Regions from separate parts of the Mus musculus genome. Here all the other regions are linked to region 1. The links are chromatin contacts, called in public HiChIP or PLAC-seq maps. All regions are on one chromosome and are shown on one strand. Each heading gives the region's core, a stretch centred on a gene start, on an enhancer-like site or on the middle of the called end of the contact. The rest is flanking DNA. Distances are from core to core; before and after follow the strand shown. Region 1 holds the start of Nck2 (non-catalytic region of tyrosine kinase adaptor protein 2). Region 2 overlaps Fhl2 (four and a half LIM domains 2). Region 3 overlaps Uxs1 (UDP-glucuronate decarboxylase 1).

The links. HiChIP or PLAC-seq counts read pairs in DNA pulled down with a chosen protein or histone mark.
Region 2: a FOXA1 HiChIP or PLAC-seq map of pancreatic cancer cells shows a contact between it and region 1. The contact joins the enhancer-like site here to the promoter of Nck2 in region 1. A contact is called at or near these places in 6 of 39 promoter capture datasets (the 3T3-L1 cell line, the HPC-7 cell line, cranial neural crest and 2 more), 1 of 15 datasets of contacts at CTCF or cohesin (large pre-B cells), 26 of 484 Hi-C or Micro-C datasets (the AML12 cell line, B cells, the C2C12 cell line and 19 more), 14 of 115 datasets of contacts at active chromatin or transcription factors (the SCID.adh cell line, T-cell acute lymphoblastic leukemia, bone marrow-derived dendritic cells and 10 more) and 3 of 9 other capture datasets (adipose tissue, embryonic stem cells and liver).
Region 3: a contact with region 1 is called in a FOXA1 HiChIP or PLAC-seq map of pancreatic cancer cells. The contact joins the enhancer-like site here to the promoter of Nck2 in region 1. A contact is called at or near these places in 3 of 39 promoter capture datasets (the C10 cell line, cranial neural crest and pre-B cells), 6 of 115 datasets of contacts at active chromatin or transcription factors (double positive thymocytes, embryonic forebrain, embryonic stem cells and 3 more) and 1 of 9 other capture datasets (liver).

What each region holds. Positions count from the first base shown.
Region 1 is chr1:43,443,460-43,447,386 of GRCm38.p6, reverse strand. It overlaps Nck2 (non-catalytic region of tyrosine kinase adaptor protein 2), which reads right to left and starts at 1,636. Exons shown (of 5, transcript NM_010879.3): 1 at 1,360-1,636.
Region 2 is chr1:43,142,192-43,146,090 of GRCm38.p6, reverse strand. The region is part of intron 2 of Fhl2 (four and a half LIM domains 2); the gene reads left to right. Among named protein-coding and RNA genes, the nearest start is that of Fhl2, 20 kb to the left of the region's middle. Within about 2 kb of position 2,605, at least 49 of the 459 cell types and tissues checked have an H3K27ac peak or open chromatin away from gene starts, as enhancers often do. A contact at or near this core is called in the C2C12 cell line, the SCID.adh cell line, Th1 cells and 4 more, where this site is marked.
Region 3 is chr1:43,767,490-43,771,973 of GRCm38.p6, reverse strand. Uxs1 (UDP-glucuronate decarboxylase 1) reads left to right here. Exons shown (of 15, transcript NM_026430.4): 9 at 172-293. Among named protein-coding and RNA genes, the nearest start is that of Ecrg4, 39 kb to the right of the region's middle. Within about 2 kb of position 3,118, at least 67 of the 459 cell types and tissues checked have an H3K27ac peak or open chromatin away from gene starts, as enhancers often do. A contact at or near this core is called in double positive thymocytes and pancreatic cancer cells, where this site is marked.

The DNA.
Region 1 (3,927 bases), core at 387-2,886:
CTGGCTGCCTTCGCTACATAAACCAGGCACATGCACGAGAAAGTCCGGTTTCTACCTCTGTATCTATAAACACTTGGAAAGTGAATGGAGGGAGTGCCCACAGCACAGTTGAGATGTTCTGATAAAGTAGTGACCTTTAGACTAGAAAAACCACAGTTGCTAACTATACCAAAAAAAAAAAAAAAAAAAAAAACCCAGGCTGGAAACACACCCAAAATTATTCTCATTCCTCCTCAAAATCTCTGCAGAAAAGCCTGTATTGGGAGAGGAGCAGAGAAGTCTCCAGGGGAGGATACCAGCAAGCCACGCCCACTGGCCAACGGGCTGTTTCTTTTTGGGTCAACCAAGGAGCAGGCCTGTGCACCTCCAGCCCAAACTCGGACCTGTTCATCCCACACACAGACGCAAACTTGGCAAGACTGGCCTTAAACCTGTTAGCAAAATAAGGAGAGCCAAATAAGGAGGAAGCGGCCAACCTGAATGGGTTAGGGTGGCAGGGCCCACTCCACTTGGCACCCAGCTGTGTCCCCAAGCTGTTCACAATACTACTGTAAGTCACCTCTGCTATCCATTAACCACCACCCGCGCACACCTTCCGGGAGGATCGCTGTTGTGTATAAATAACAGCGTTTTGCAAATCAAACCTCTCCACACAATGCCAAGCTAACAGCGCTCAAAAGGGAGGTGCCACCGGGGCATTAAAAGTCACACATCAAATTCTTGCAGAACCACTTGCTTAAATCGCCCTGAATAAATAAACTGAGGGGGCAGAGCAACCGGGAAAAACTTTGGTTGAGGAGGTTTAAGTCTTGGAAATGCGGGACCGGGCGCAGGGACTGGAAGGAACCAGGCACAAAAGCGCCCTGCGCCGAGGCAAGGACCTCCTTTATGGAACGTGACAGCAGCTTTGTGCCGGATCACGAATAGTTCTAAATACTGGAAGTTCTCCCCGGCCATCGCAGCCTCCCGCTTCCTAGCGCTGTGGCCCTCAGATCCCAGGCTATTCTTCCCAGGCACGCGCGCCCGGCGACCTGGCCACTGTTCGGTCCCACGCCCGCCCACAGGCCAGGGCTGCTAGTGTTCCCGAGGGCTTTGGGTCCTTGGTCCCCGGAGTCCGCCCGCGGAGGGCGCCCCACCCCCACGCCAGCCCCAGGCAGAGGGAGGCGAGGGCTCGCAGGAAGGTGTGTGTATCCGAGGTGCGGGTGCCCGGGGACGCCAGGCCGCGGCGGGGCTGAGGGCACCGGCCGGGTACGCAGGGGTACGCGCTCCCTGGCCCTCCCCGGGCGGCCGCGGCCCGCTCGCCCCTCTCTTCCAACTCCACGGACCGGCCCAAGTTTGCAGCCCCCGCCATCGCCTTACCTCGCCGCACAGTGCACGCCGAGGCCGGAGGGCAGCAGCGCGAGTCCCGGGGCGGCGGCCGCGCTGCGCCCGCCCAGATGCCGCTCTTTGTCTGCACCGCTCCCTCCTCCCGCCACCAAGCGGACGCAATTGGACCCGGCGGACCCCGCCGGCCCGGGAGCCCCGAGCCTGCCTGCCGCCGAGCCCTCCTCACCACCACCGTCGCCGCCGCCGCCCGCTCGGCCGCGCGCACCGGCCTGCGATCCGCGGCGGCGACCCTCCCGCGCAGCGCCCGCCTCCGCGCGCTCCCCGCCCGCGCTCCTCCCTGGCTGCCGTGACGCCGCCCAGGGGCCGGCCCAGCCCGGCGCACGCGGGGCGGGGGACCCACCTGGGAGTCCCAGCCAGGCCTCGGGAAAGCGCCGCCTGGGGGCTTCAAGCCGTAACCCGCTCTAGATTGGAGCTGGGGGCACCCGGGAGGGGCTGCTAGGGATAAGGAGGTGCCACTTGCAGCCCACGAGACCGGGTGGTCTCCGCACCCGGCTGTGCGTCGGGAGCCTTACAGCGACCTCCCTACCCCGCCCCCCAAGCATTCCCACGGCACTCTCAGCCAAACAGGCCTGGTGTCTGTCAGAAAAGTGACTTACATAAAAATGTCACTTCCTCCCAGTAATTGCTTGTGGGCATTTTCTTTATTTATTTGCCTTGCATTTATTTACTTTCCCATCCAGACACTTTTTTACTCCATCCCCCCCACCCCCAACCTCCAGGCGGGACCACTTCCTAGTGGGGGAGGAGAGGAAACCCGACCTCAGCTGCCTCCGCAGCGTCCTGGCCAGTTTATTAGAGCCCAGGAATTCTTTAGTACAGGAGGCTGAGAAAGCTTTAGAAGGAAACCTTGCTCTCCCAGACTTGAGTAGTAGCTAACCTATAAGCAAACTTGGAAAGCTAGAACCCTGGATCGAAGAGAAGGACTGGATCCAGAGGTTTCTTCTCCAAGCTCCTTCGCTCCTTATACCCCAAAGGAACCCCTGATATTCAAATAAATTCCGCTTTCAGGTCGGACGACTCACATTTATGTTAATGAGATTCAACCCTAGCCCTTGTTTCCTCCTTATTAAGGCAGAAACAATTCACCCTACGTAACAAAAAAAGAAAAAGAAAGAAAGAAAAGTTGCCTGCCTTCTTATAGGAAGTTCCCAGGCATAAGTAACGTGAGGAAGCTTGGCTATAGTCCTCGCAGCCATTGACCGTAGGCTCCTGAACTGTGTCACCTTACACAGGTGTTTCACAACTTCCTCGGCTTTATCACATGAGATGTTTACCTGCCTTCTATGTTAAGTACCTGGCACGTAGCCTGACACGAGGGCACTAGGAGGCATCCTGTACAAAATCAGCACACCCAACAGTCTCTTCCAGTCGGAGATGCTAGCTTCATCCGTTCTTTGTTACAGACCTCATCTTTGTTACTATCTAGCTTTACAACAATGAAGGCAGAACTCTAACCAATAGTTTAGCCCTACTTAAAATTAGTTTATGCTAAATAAGTAAGACGATATGGACACAGTTTTTAAGCTTTTGCTTTGAAAAGTGGCCTCAGACTCCTCTCACTGATTCTGTATAAGATCTCCAGGGAGATTTGAACAAGAAGGACTCCCCTTGGCTCATATATTTGCAGGCCAGTTAGTAAACTATTTAGATTAGGAGGGTATGTCCTTGTTGGAGGAGATGAGTCACTGGGAGTAAGCTTTGAACTTAGCCAGCACCTGTGTGTCTGGGTGTCTGTGTGCTTGCTGCACAGTGGATCAGAGTATAGCTCTCAGCTACTTCCCTAGCAACATGCCTGGCTGCTACCAAGCTTCCCACCGTGATGACAGTGGACCAAGCCACTGGAATTGTAAGCAAGCCCCCAATTAAATCCATAGATGATAGATCAGTGTGTGTGTGTGTGTGTGTGTGTGTGTGTGTGTGTGTGTGAGAGAGAGAGAGAGAGAGAGAGAGAGAGAGAGAGAGAGGTGTCTTAGGTTTTTTTTCCACATTTTTTTTATTACGTATTTTCCTCAATTACATTTCCAATGCTATCCCAAAAGTCCCCCATACCCTCCCCGCCACTCCCCTACCCACCCATTCCCACTTTTTGGCCCTGGCGTTCCCCTGTACTGGGGCATATAAAGTTTGCGTGTCCAATGGGCCTCTCTTTCCAGTGATGGCCTACTAGGCCATCTTTTGATACATATGCAGCTAGGTGTCTTAGTTTAGTTTGGGTGTTATTGCTGTGAGGAGACACCATAACCAAGGCAACTCTTATAAGGGCAAATACTTCATTGGGGCTGGAGTACCATTTCAGAAGTTCGGTCCATTGTCATCATGGTCTGAAGCAGGGCAGCATGCAGGCAGATATGGTGCTGGGGGAGCCAAGAGTTCTACATCTTGATCGGAAGGAAGCCAGAAGGAGACTGGGCAGAGCTTGAGCACTAGGAGACCTGAAGCCTGCCCCCACAGTGATGTACTTCCTATTCCAACAAGGCCACACCACCTAATAGTGCCACTCCTTGTAGGCCAATCATTCAAACACATGAGTCTGTGGGGCCA
Region 2 (3,899 bases), core at 1,356-3,855, 300 kb after region 1:
CAGAACCTATGCTTGTCAGGGCCGTGTGTACAAAAATATGTAGAAAAAAATGAACTAGTCAACACTACTTGGCACGGTGCTAATCATGAAAGCTGAAGTTCTGTTTGTGGCTGTGAATCTGAAGAATGGAAAGATCACTTGGCACTGGATCTTCATGATAAATATTTGGCAGGTAGAGTCAAACATTGGCCAGGTTTGACCTATTATCTTAATTTTTGAGTGGTATTTTTTGGATTGTCTCTGAGCCCTGGGAAATCCTGGGACTAAGTAAGACTAAAGACACTGAAACCAAATGGGCCTGGAAGCCTCTCTGTGCTCTTCAGTCTCAGTCACCATCTTCTCACACAAGCCCTTTGCCCACTTCCTGATTAATACAGCAAGCTCCGGGACTAGGTGGAAGCTGAGATGGTATCAAGTGATCTCAGAGTCAAAGAGCACAGCCTCAGAGCTCCAGGAATTGCCCAATGGCCTCATGGGTGAGGTGTGGCTTTCAAAGAAATGCAGAGGTTCTGTGTTGGCCAGGGCACTGGGCGGACTCTCGAAGGACAGGTAAGATGTGTGCTCTGTGTGCAGCTGAGCAAATGGACGGGTAAAAGTGCTGGGGCAAGCCCAGGCTGGGCGAGCATGCAGGGACTGACTTGGAAAAGGCTGACACTGATGTACCACCTTTATGAAATAAAATAAAACGGAAGCACAGTTTGGTTTGTTGAATCAGTAAAGGTGGAAATTTGGGGGTTGGAGGGTGGGGAATGCCTGGGGAAACATAACTTTTTGCATCCTAGTGTCAAATCTGCTCAAGAATAAACACAAAGTCTTATCTCATAGGGTAATTGTATGGCTCAAAATAGGCAAGTTGAATTTAGAAACATATTTTTAGATTATAAGAACTAAAGGAAGTTTGAAAGCACTATACAAAATTATCGAGCACTGGAATTCTTACTGTGGAGATTTTAAGATGTTAAAATTTTTAAATAGGGTGTGGTAGCTCATACTTGGAACCCTTGCTCACGGGAGGCCAAGAAAGAGGATGCTGAGTTTGAGGCTTGGTCTCTCTGGTAAGCTAAAAAACAAACAAAACAACAAAAACAAAACAAAACAAAACAAAAAACCCAAGGAGACACAAGAAAGAAAGAAAAAAAAAATTCTGATTTTTTATTACCATCTCCGTGTGGAAATTTAGTGCCGGTGAGTGACACTTTGAGGTCACTGCTTTCGTGGTTGACTGTGAGCTGGCACTCACTAGACGGTTTCTACGTAGCAGAAGCTGCCACAAGCGCTTTGTGTGTTTACTGTTTCTGTCACAGCCGAGAGCGGGCACCTGCCCTCTGTATTCTCAGTGAGAAGCCTGGGGTTGAGGGGCTTGCTTCTTGCCCTAGCTATGCAGCTGGTAGGTGGAGGATCAAGGGTATAATTGGTCTGGCTCTTGGGCCCCTGAGCTTAATTGTTGAGTCTCCTGCTTCTGTGACCTCAGGGGTACCCAGCCCCCAATAGCATTAGTCATGTAAGGCATATGACACACAGGAGACCTTCCTACTGCCTGCACATCACACATACTCCGATGTTGAGCCAGAAAGTCCATCACCAACTCTAGCTGGAACAGGGGAATCCCCTGAAACAGGGATTCCCCCCACCCCACCCTTTACACCCCACCTCCAGGACCTGCCAGCAATGGTGGTACAACGCTGTTTAGTGGTATTTTCCTTTTTGGTCTACCACTGACTTCAGGCATATAATCAGAGGCTGACATTTACCTACAGAGAAAACATTTTGTGAGGGTCCATGATTTGCTGAAGTATGATACCCCAGACTCAAATAGTATGTAAATGCAAAGAATGCTTTATTCTGCAGAAGTCCAGCATGCTGGGGTCTCTCATTACCAAGATAGGGAAACAAACAAGTGTGTTCAAAGACCCGATTAGGGCATTCTGGGGAAGGTGACCCTTATCTTACTCCATCTCTAGGGACATTGCATTACCAGGGCATGGGGGCTGGAAACTCTTGCTGAGGACATTGCTGAGGAAGTCTGGAAACTGTTGTTAACCCATCGTCCTTGCCTTAGACTAGGTGTTGGGGCAGCTTCTGAGGCCTGGACTTGCCTGGACTTGCCCATTTCTTGGAAACAAATATGTATGACTAGTCTCCTTTACTGCTAGTTTGAAGCCTGTCATAGAATCAGCCTAGTGTTCTCAATTTCTGTCAGAAAGGTTTAAGAATGATCAATATGTACTATGTTATCTATGTTGAGTGTGTGCATGCACAAGAGAGACAGGTGAGTTCGGAAGGCCTCAGGAAACGTGCACTGAGAGCCACGTTCACGAGAGGACAGCAGGGATGGCTCTGTCTGACTCTTCATAGACTTTCTGTGATCTCTGCATGCCTGACTTGGCTCTCTGAGTGGGATGGGCCATGTCCATCTAGAGGACATGACAGTGTTCATATTTAAGGTCAAACTTTCAAGTGTCAAATGACTGTCAGCTAGGCAGTCTTTAACCACAGCTGTGTTTTTGTTGTAGAAATGTTCTGAGTTTCCGTAAAACCTTAGACCAATTAGAGCATTCAGCTGGTTTCTCTGCAAATGTCTCATAACACCAATGCAAAGGACTCTGTCCTTCTCGATAGTCTGTGTGGGACTGGTGACATCTGGTGGCACACTCTCTGCCTCCAGCCTACAGTTCTGAGATGTGAGAGCTGAGCTCTTCTCATCGCCATGCATTTGCTCTACCATCATGGCTTCTAATCCCCCAAAACTTTAAGCCCAATTAAATACTTTATGTTATCTTGATTGTGGTGTTCTGTCACAGCGAAAAGTAACAAAATTGTGCAGCTTTTCTCCTTGCTAGCTAAAAGTGACCCCTTGGTGTGTGCAGTGCCCACTCCCTGAGCAGAGTTGCTGCCAGGTGACAGTAGGCCACCTTACAAGAAAGGCTTCTGACTTCTCTCTTTCACTTCTGTCCAATGGTGGGTGGCCGTGGAAAGCAATCTGTAGCCTTTCCACCGAAAACCCTCATTAGTGGGATGACGTATTACAGCGGAAGGCCAGCTAACTTCTGAAAAAGCTGGCCCTTTTCAACGCCCATCTGGTATGGTTCAGTGAGTGGAAACCATACCACAGCCTGACTTGGGTACATGCCAGCTGTGTGACTGTGGAGAAGCTTAGAAGTGTCTCTGAGCTTCAGTACTAACTATATTTCAGGGCTATGCAGTATCGTGAGCTTACAACATGGTCCTAATTACCATCATTCACCGTGCAAATATCTGCCGTTTATTTTCTGTTTGTTTTATTTTGTCTGCTACTTGGGCCCCATAAGGGGTTTAAGTTTAAAAATGGGGAATATGTATGGAAAGAGTCCAGGTTATACCTAATCCCAAATGATACCAATATATGTATATGACATATCATATAATGATAATGTACACATTGCATGAGCTTAGCAGTTTGTAGTGACTTAACACACCGACAGGTGGTCTCAAATTAAAGCAGATTATATTGCATTTCACTTATCAAAATATACAACGAAGTACATATGATCTCCCCACCAAATTTTTTTTTCTTCTAAAATTACTTTCAGTATTTAACCTTCAAAAGACAGGTTTAGGTTTCTGCTCTCTCACTGCCTACTCTCATCATACTTAGACTTACGGGAGTCCAGCATGTGTGTCAGCCATGTCTCTGATCCATCTCTTCAAAGGACCAACCCACTGACATGGAGAGAACTGGGTTCAGAGGAACGTGAACCTCTCAGAAACAAGGCCTCCTAGTTCAGTGTCTAAGTTAGGGTTTCTCATGCTGTGAGAAAACAGCAAGACCAAAAGAGACATCCAAAGGAGAGGCTTGTTTCAGCTTACAACTCTCAGCCCACACTCCATCACTAAAGGAGGTCAGAGCAGGAACAGGGAGG
Region 3 (4,484 bases), core at 1,869-4,368, 320 kb before region 1:
CATGAAGGTGAATTATGACCATCGGGGTTCAGACCTCAGCTTGACTGGAGACCAGCCTGCAATTCCCAACATTTACCTAGGTCCATCAAAAATAAACATTGTTTCTGGTAACAAAGTGAGGGCTGGTTAGGGAATATAAATTAAGTCTTATTTTCTCCTGCTTACTCATAGATCCTGAGGTCCACCCTCAAAGTGAGGACTACTGGGGCCATGTGAATCCCATAGGACCCCGAGCCTGCTATGATGAGGGCAAACGTGTTGCAGAGACCATGTGCTATGCCTACATGAAGCAGGTATTGGTCCATACACAGAGCATTGTACACAGATGTGCACATTTATTGTACAGGAATCAACTTCAGTGCTTGGCACCTGCCAGTGGCTGTTGGGAAGACCTAGTGCTTACAGTTACATATGAATGGTATTGCCAGCCATTTCTACATATCTTCTTGTTTTCAAAATGATATGAGCTCTTTTCCAGTACTGTGAGAGAGTCGGGAACAGCATGCTTCCCTACTGTCATATTGTCCACCATCAGTTAACCTCCATCAGTTAATGTCTGCCTCTTTTTGCAAGGCCTCCAAGTTGGTGTGGTTAATTTTTAACATCTATTTATTACGTGTATGTGTGTATTTATGTTCCTGAGTGTGGGTCATTACATGTTTGTGGAGGTATTGGGAACTTGTTTCCTCCTGCGGTGTGCTAAGAGTACAGGTGGGCTGCCATGCCCGTCTGGTTTCTGTGTTGGTCCAGGGGCTCTGGACGACTTCATCCTTGTACAGCATGCACTTACCTAGCCACCTCCCTAGCCGTGATAGATTTTAGAAATCATCCTCTTTGAGGTCCATATTATCTTTTTTTTTTAAACATATTTCCCTGTTTCCTATGTGCTTTCTTTATTAATCATAGTTACACTGGGTGCTTCAGCCATGAGTGTTTTATCTTGTGCATCATCTCACTCACAGACCGAGAGGCCACGGTTCCCAGCCTGGCGCTACCATAACCTGAGCTGGAGATGGATGGATGGGCATTCAGTTCTCACCTCCGACCTCTGACCTCTGACCTCTGGGACGGGCTTGTATTGTAGCTCTGGGCTGTTGCCTTAGGGAGTGCAGTAGAAGGCAGATTGCTTGGTCAGGTGAAAGCCCTGTGTTGTTCCATTTTTCTCACTAAATTTGTGCTTGGGACCAGCACTCTCTGGTTCTCAGGAACTTGTTTTCTTTGTTCGTCCTTTGCTTCTTTCTTCTTTCTTTAATTGAAGCAGGACTTGTAGGAAAATAACCATGGACATGGAATGTAGCTTTAGGACAACTATGTATAGATGTGCTGCCCACCCTGGGAGCAATGTTGCCAGGCCCACATCTAGCCTGTGGGCAATATGGGAGTTCTCTTGGCCCCTGACTATTTGTTTCTGACCATCAGTCATTCTTTTATGTGGATGATAGTACGACATGAAGCTACAGTTCCCTTTTTATGATGGGCCTGGAGCACTTAGCTTCCTTAGCTTTTTAATGCAAAATAACTTATGTGGGTATCAGGCTCTAGACCTCTCTGCTCTGTTTCTCTGCCAGAGGTAGACATGAATTCTTACAGATGTAGCATAAGTCATGGTGTGAGCTTCCAGCTTTCTGTCCCTATTCTCCGGGTTGTAAATAGTGGGCCCCCACACAGGGGTATGTTGCTGTCACTCTAGCTCTACCTCCTAATCCATTGGGCACTTACTCTGAGCGTGTAAGGTAACCCCTGTAGAGAAGGGAACCCATAGCCTGATTACCAAGCCCCCTGCCCTGCTGGGCACCATGGTGTCCTGCCTGTCAGGATATGCTGCTGGCTAGAGGTGACATAGTACATGGGGTTACCTTGCATGCTTAGGGTAAGTACCCAAAGGCTCGGGAGCTGGGGCTAGAGTGACAGCAGCATGCCTCAGCTTTGCTGAGGCTGGGTTTCCTTAGTCTTCCCTCCTTCCACCTAGCATGCTTGAGGTAAGGAGAGTGGGCTCCAAACTTGCTCCCAGGTTCCTGGCTCCTAAGTGGAGCTTGAGATACCTATATACAACATGCTCTGCCCTGCTGTCTTGACAGGCTGCTGTGGATAAGTGTCGTAGTTAGGGTTTTGCTGCTGTGAAGAGACACCATAACTGAGGCACTCTTACTAGGACAACATTTAACTAGAGCTGGCTTACAGGTTCAGAGGTTCAGTCCATTATCACCCAGGCAGGAGCATGGCAGTGTCCAGGCAAGCATGGTGCAGGAGAAGCTGAGAGTTCTACATCTTCATCTGAAGGCTACTAGGAGAAGACTGGCTCCCATGTGTTTAGGAGGAGGGTCTCATTGCTCACCCCCACAGTGACACAGTTCTTCCAACAAGGCCACACCTCCTATTGTGCCACTCCCTGAACCAAGCCATAATCAAATCACTGCAATAAGGAAGTATCCAGTGAGGTGGCATAGCTCTGAAGCCGAGGGCATCAAGTCTAGCAGTAAGCACAGTTTTTGACAATGCCCAGAGCAGCAGCCCATGCATTGTTTACTCTAGGTATCAGTTGTTCCTTAGCCAGAGCTTAGTACCAAGTTGCTACATGGTAGCATCAATTTTGAGTTCTAAATATAAAGCCTTTTCAGGTAGTTTTAGAGAAAAGTATTTTAGTTGTTAGGATTTATGCTTTTAGAAAATCCTGAGTCATGTTTATATTAGCAGAGTATTGATTTGGTTATTTTAGTCACTACAGATTTTTACATACAAGAATGCATCCTTTTTGTTAATGATTATCTTTTTTCAGGGCTGTACATGGAGTGTAAATAAATAAATCTAATGTAAGGAATGAAAATGTAAACAAGATAAATAGAAGTCTGCATTGCCTTTTTATTAAATAAAATGTTGCCTTTTAACAATTCTCTTTCAAGATTCTCATAATTAGTGAAATACCCAGATATATTCAACATAAAGTTTTATTTCATTGCACATCTTTTAATGGGGATCGAAGGGCAAAACAGAGCACCCTTCATGAATAGTTTGGATCTGTCAGAGAGGAAGTAGGTTGGTGCTTCTGTGTGCCTGTGGGCACGGAGTCTTTGTAATGTGGGGGTTTGCCCTGGGGCTGTTAGTCAGGGCTTAGGGCACGTTTGTACTCCTAGCCTTCTGTGAGTATACCTCTGAAGTCATGGCCCACCCACTTTCTGAACTGAGTCTGCATAACAGGCTACCATTCATAAAACCGCAGACCAACAGAGCAGAAAGAGAACTTAGAAGTTACCTGGGGCAGTAGCCTTGAGGGCATATTTACTTTTTGGCATTAGCATACTTTAAAAAAGAAGAGTTGCTATGTATATGACACTAGAGGGCTTGATGTGTTTGCTGGCCCTGGCCTTGTTCCCAGGGTGTCTGCTGCCCACATCCTGCTACCCCACATAGGCATCTGCAGTGTGGTATTCCCTCCCTACTAGCTTTGCAGTGCTGTCAGCATATCCAGACACATAGCAACCGTAAGAAGTTTACTTATTAATGCAGTAGTCCCTGTTATTTTTGAGGGAGATACACTTCTACACCCCAGGGGATGTCTGACTGAAAAGTGCAGGAATCTATATATGTTATGCTTTTTCTGAACATGTATAACTATGTTAAAATTTAATTTATAAGTTAGGCATAGTAAAAGATTATTTGCAGTTACAAACAGACCAATTGTAGCAATATGCTGTGGTAAAACTCATAGGCACAGGCTGCCTCCTATCTCCCAATGCTACACTCACTTCTGGCTGACTGTGGGTAACTGAAACCATGGCTAGTGGATCCACTTCACTAAAGCAGATGTGCTGAAGAGGATTGTCAGGGAGCTGCAGCACAGCTGCCTCACCCAGCCTTATGTGGCTTTTCTGCCACCCTCCAGAATGAACGTGAGCATCCCTCAGCCTAGTGAATTGCACTCCTCAGTGCAAGACCTCGGTGTGTGAGAAGCATCAGAGAATGAGATGACTCAACCTCCTTTCCCCATTGATTCACACATTTTCAGGGTACAAGAAGACTTGGACATATGGCAGAGTAGGGCTACCATTTATGGGAGCACTGTATATAGTTTTCAGGTCAGTATAACTCAGGCTTCTCCTGCAGGACAGGCGATCTTTGTGTAATGGAGAGTGACACTTTTCTGCGTAGACCCGTTCCTCTGTCCTTTGAGGACTTCCTGTCATTGAGCAGTGATCAAAGCACAGCATCTATGACTTAATAGGACACTGTTCAAGGCATAGCTTATGTTTAAGAGCAGTCTTAATGGAGAGCCCATTTTACTCTCTACCTCAGGACTTGACCATTATAAAAGAAGCAATGGGATATCCGATGGCACCTTACCCTTGTGGGTGGTACACTAGTCCCAACCATTGTTCTCCCTCAAGCCTGTGATTAATCTTCCCCAGAGTGCTGTGGGATTCCACCATATCGTCCTGTCGTTCTGGTGGGGAACAGATACTGAGAAACATTGTACATGATCACTGTTG